Linked DNA regions of Mus musculus: region 1 is linked to region 2. A link is a contact called in public Hi-C data. All regions are on one chromosome and are shown on one strand. Each heading gives the region's core, a stretch centred on a gene start, on an enhancer-like site or on the middle of the called end of the contact. The rest is flanking DNA. Distances are from core to core; before and after follow the strand shown.

The links. Hi-C and Micro-C count contacts between places; a contact is called where the count stands out from the background.
Region 1: a contact with region 2 is called in a Hi-C map of CD8 T cells, with 2.9 times the contacts expected there. The contact joins two enhancer-like sites. A contact is called at or near these places in 2 of 484 Hi-C or Micro-C datasets (CD4 T cells and CD8 T cells) and 1 of 115 datasets of contacts at active chromatin or transcription factors (thymic regulatory T cells).

The regions. Positions count from the first base shown.
Region 1 is chr15:62,163,590-62,166,289 of GRCm38.p6, reverse strand. The region is part of intron 1 of Pvt1 (Pvt1 oncogene); the gene reads right to left. Among named protein-coding and RNA genes, the nearest start is that of Pvt1, 130 kb to the right of the region's middle. Within about 2 kb of position 1,314, at least 42 of the 459 cell types and tissues checked have an H3K27ac peak or open chromatin away from gene starts, as enhancers often do. A contact at or near this core is called in CD8 T cells and thymic regulatory T cells, where this site is marked.
Region 2 is chr15:60,118,645-60,121,344 of GRCm38.p6, reverse strand. No RefSeq gene overlaps it. Among named protein-coding and RNA genes, the nearest start is that of Gm41331, 22 kb to the left of the region's middle. Within about 2 kb of position 1,259, at least 16 of the 459 cell types and tissues checked have an H3K27ac peak or open chromatin away from gene starts, as enhancers often do. A contact at or near this core is called in CD8 T cells and thymic regulatory T cells, where this site is marked.

The DNA of each region.
Region 1 (2,700 bases), core at 65-2,564, 2.0 Mb before region 2:
GCGTAATACTTCCTTAAGAACAGAATCTCCTAAACTCCCATACCAGGACTGTGCTGTGCTGAAGGAGGAATCCAGCCCAGAGTTCCTGTGAGGTTAACAAGTCCTGAGGTGGAGAAGGAGGCATTGAGCAACACAGACAAGAACTTACTGGCAGGGTTTGTTTCGTTTTATTTTGCTTTCCAACGATCCTTGTGAGTTTTCGCTTATGCCCCACAGAGAACCTCCTCTAAGTAGTTTCATGACACCCCAGTACACATATCCACACACAGGGGTGAGGAGGGAAATACTGACAAAGGAAAAAAAGAAACAAACATACAAATGAGTTCTTAAATATGAAAATGATCTCAAGTGACCCCGGGTCAACTATCAACCTATGAGTCAGCCCAGGACAGGACAGAAGCCAACCATGAATCTCATCAAAGAAGATATCAATCCCAAAGAAGTCACTCGCTGGAGTCACCCAGCCTCCAGTTTGGGGTTTACCATGTGATCACTGTTTTGGGGGTTTTTAATTTATTTTTTTAAATAAAAGCTATTTTATTGCCAATGGCAGAGTAAAATGAGGTTGAAGATGTTTGTGTAAGACAGGTCTGAGTGTGCAACAACAGATGTGGTCATGCGTTTACAGGCAGACATATCTATACAGCAATCCCTCAGTCCCTCTTGATTTTCATACATCTTTTCCATCATAATTAGAAGAAAAAAAAAAAAAGCAGCATTTCACACACGGGCTCAATGTTCAAGTTTCTTCACTTATACTACACTGCCATTGGCTCATCTTGAAGGAATCCACATGGAATATAATATATATCTCACATGGGAAGTATACACAGTGGTAGAGAGGTAGGGGCAGAAGGATCGGAAGCCTTGAGTACAGCTAATGCCAACTTGGTCAACATGAAACCCTGCATCAAACAATGCGAAACGAATGCATCGCTCTGAAGCCCAGGAGGAATCGAAGCAGGAGCACTATAAGGAAGTCAGAGAGAGGACTCAGGGACCAAAGGGCTGGGAGCAATAGCCCCAGAGAGAAACTGCAAATCTCAGCTGAAGTTCCGGTTCCGCTCACGTACACCCAGGTGACTGTGGGCACGGCTACGCATCCAGGCAAACTCCTCTCTTCCTTTGGGACAGCAAAGGTCTAGAAATTCTCTGCTGGGCTCTTCCAGCTACTGTAGGCCTTCCTTGTGCAAAAGGGGCTCCAGCTAGAGAGTTGAAGGAGCTCCAGCATGCTTTGGGGCAGAGAGCAGAGACAAGGTGCTGAAGAAGCCTCAAGGCCACAGGATGCTGTGGGTTAGGCAGGGAGAAGAAAATCAAAGAAAGCTGTCTAGAAAGGTAAACAACTGCTCATACTTAAAACAAACCTTAACAGGAACACATGACTCTCTGACTCTCTCTCACTCTCTCTCTCTCTCTCTCTCTCTCTCCCTCCCACAAAGTAAGAAACCCAAAAATAGTTGAGGGGGTGTATCTCAAAGATTTTTCTTCAGAAAAATCCTGTTTTGCTCATCAAGCAAAGCTGGGGCAGGAGAGAGGAAGAGAAACAAGTGTTAAGTTCAAAGTCACAAAGCCCAGGGGCCAGGGGCCAATTTGGTGGCTTCATAGGTTAAGAATAAGTTGTTTCGGTCCTGGCCTTCAAGCTCTGAAGCAAGTCAAAAAAAAAAAAAAAAAACAAAAAAACAAAAAACAAAAACAAAAAAAACAAACAAACAAACAAACAAAAAACAAACAAACAAAAAAACATCATTTTCACACAAAGGCTCAATGTTGAAGTTCACACACTTGAAGTTAGGCCAACACTACCCCTGGGTCATCTTGAAGGGATTCACATGGAAAAGAATAAAGTAGCTTCTAGAAGCAGCAGGTGTTGGTGTAGGTGAAGGTCAGCATTCTCAAAGAGAGTTGGTAAACAAACAGATGGGGGTGGGGGGATAGATCCTCCCTAGAATAAATATATGTGAATTAAAAAGAGATTATTTTGTACCTATTAAATAACATGTTTTTTTAAAATACTAATCGACATTGGTGGGTGGTAAAGCTGGCATGTCCTCCTGTTAACTGAGGCAGTGTAAACAACCCTATTTAAAGTAATTTGGCAATATGGGTCAAGAGTTATTAAACTGTGGCCTTTGACTCAATAAACCTTCTGCTGAGAATGTGTCCAAATGATTTCCAAGAAAACTTACATGCAGAGAGGTGCACAGCCGCACCCCCCCCCCCCCACACACACACACACACAAAAAAAAAAACCCCAGGTGTAAGAGCAAACTGGAGTCCCTTGTATGCCAACTGGTTTTAAATATAATCAGCTTCACTAACCATGACACACTGATAGAAATGAGCATTGTACGGTGCTTTAATATAAATGATGAAAGTTTAAGATATAAACATGATTGGATGAAAAAGAGATGACAAATAATTCTCTACCTCCATGCCTATATATGATAATTAAGCATGGATGAAACCCTAAAGCCCTAAAAACGACTCAGGATATGGGAAACGGACAAACTCAGAAAGCATCAAAGGGCAAGTTGAAGAAAGCAACCTTGCTGGGCATGGAGGTACACACTCAGAATCTCCATCCCAGGAAGGCAGGGAAGCAAGTCTTAGGGGTTCGCTGGCCAACCCATCTAACATAATTAGTGAGCTCCAGACCGATTCGAGAAGCTGTTTCAAAGAAAGTGATGGCATTCCTGAAGA
Region 2 (2,700 bases), core at 10-2,509:
TGAGTGAAGTAACCCAATCACAAAGGAACTCGCACAATATGTACTCACTGATAAGTGGATAATAGTCCAGAAACTTAGGATACCCAAGATATAAGATACAACTTGCCAAACGCATGAAATTCAAGAAGAACGAAGACCAAAGTGTGGACACTTTACCCTTTCTTAGAAATGGGAACAAAACACCCATAGAAGGAGTTACAGAGACAAAATTTGGAGCTGTGACGAAAGGATGGACCATCTAGTGACTGCCATATGCAGGGATCCATCCCATAATCAGCTTCCAAATGCTGACACCATTGCATACACTAGCAAGATTTTGCTGAAAGGACTCAGTTATAGCTCTCTCTTGTGAGACTATGCCGGGGCCTAGCAAACACAGAAGTGGATGATCACAGTCAGCTAATGGATGGGTCACACGGCCCCTAATGGAGGAGCTAGAGAAATTACCCAAGGAGCTATAGGGAACTGCAACCCTATAGGTGGAACAACAATATGAACTAACCAGTACCCGGGAGCTCTTGTCTTTAGCTGCATATGTATCAAAAGATGGCCTAGTTGGCCATCACTGCAGAGAGAGGCCCATTGGACTTGCAAACTTTATATGCCCCAGTACAGGGGAACGCCAGGGCCAAAAAGGGGGAGTGGGTGGGTAGGGGATTTGGGGGGTGGGTATGGGGGACCTTTGGGATAGCATTGAAAATGTAAATGAGGAAAATACCTAATTAAAAAAAAAGAAAGAAACTGTGCCTACTTATATTCCCTCTTGAAGACAAAAATAAAATTAATGATCTGAGTTATTTTCTAATACAATGGTTTCTTTTGGTATAGCTGTTTAGTTTGATAAGTATTTGAATTTCCCATCTCTGTAAGCATGGCTGGGGTAAAGGGTTAAGGGGTGCTCATATATGTCCTCAAAGAATGAAATTCAGAATTGTTTTTGAAGCTGCTTAGTTCCAAGGAACTGTCTACAATCAACTAGGTTGTAAATATTTTTATTAAAACCCTTCCTACTCTGTAGAGGTCCAGATGGACCTACAGCCAAGGTTACTCTCTGAGTATGAGCCTACCCTGTCCTTGGAAGCTCATGTCCCATGGACAGTCCTGTATCTAAGGAGACAATAATTGAGGTGTAGGGTGGGATCTTCAAAAAGATGATATTGTCTATTGAGAAAAAGCATGAAAACCACAGCAGCTATTGCACAGGAAAGAGACAGGATATCACACTAGACAACACCCTATTGTTTAAACGCACACACACACACACACCTACAGAACACTACCATGGGGTATAAACCACAAGTTTTAGGGTGTCAATTAGCAAATGTTATGTGCTCTTCCTCTGACAAGTCTTTCTGTGGAAAGATCTTCCAGCCATCTCCATCCCTAGCTTCATCCTTCAGTGTTCACATTACCTTCCAATAACTTTTTTAACAAAATTTGCCCCTTTTTGGTATCATTGAATTTTGCACATAATCCTGCCTGGGATTCCTTCCCAAGCTTCCACTGGTTGTTTTATGTCCTATAGAGTAGAAAGCATGACTTTCCCCCCCCCCAACCCCCCAGTTCGCTGCCATCTGTGATTTTAAATTATAGCTGACTTATAAATCTACAAAGGAAAACAGAAGTTGGAATAGTTCGGAATTCATTGTTCCATTCTTACTTATTTGTAACATGTAAAGAGCCAGTCAGTTAAAAATAAATAAATAGAAGCCCAAAACGCCCAAAATAAGCACTACCATTTAAATGGTTCTAATTAACTAACAGAAAAGAATGACCATGCTTACCTGCCTGAGAATCATCTTAACACCAAGTATGACACTGGTAACATCTGACCTAGTAAAACAGATTTTTTTTTTAATTTAGATAGGATATAAACTTGAGTGTTTATATTAAAAAGTGTTGAAGCAATTTCAGGGTATGCTCCAGAGAAAGGGAAAATTCACAAATTCAGCACTTTCGTGGATGTGTACAACAGGTGGTAGAAATAAGAATGGCTAAATAAACATTCTATGACATAAAGACCATGTCCTGTTGGGTGTATCCTGGGGAACAGGAGTTTAAAAAAATTATCTTAAAGCACAGACACAAGGAAGCAACTTACTTGAAACAGACTTAACCTGCATATGGGCACAGACAGCCCCCGAAAAGAAAATATTCAAACAGGCATGTTAAACCTGGTGTTGACACACAGAACATCAGGTAAGGCAGCTCAACTGGGTTCCACTCAGTACATTCATGACCAGGGGACAGATCATCTAAGTATGGACGGTGGGAGGTAGCATCCAGTGATGTATCGTTTGAGCAATGGTGTGGAACTCTGCCCCTCTGGCTGGACAGACATTGCAATCATGAAATCAAAGCAACTGTGATTGTCCCGAGACCTCAGAGGATTGAACCCCAGGGGCGGGGGGCTCAGAGAGCAGTACAGCATAAAATGTTTGCATGTGTCCCATCCTTCCTCCTAAGGATATAAAAGAACTTAACAATTGCCGTGGTGGGAGCAACTCTTCTATGATCTACCCATATATTACCCACAATCCTGTAGGTTGATTTTGACCGTGCCACTGTACGCAGCCCCAATTATATCCACTGGTTTGCCATGCTTTGGCTAGCTCTAGTCCTTTCGCCATGTCTAGGTGAACAGACATCTGTTCATGCCTTCCCAGGAAAAGACCCACAACCGGTGAGCTGATAATGTTG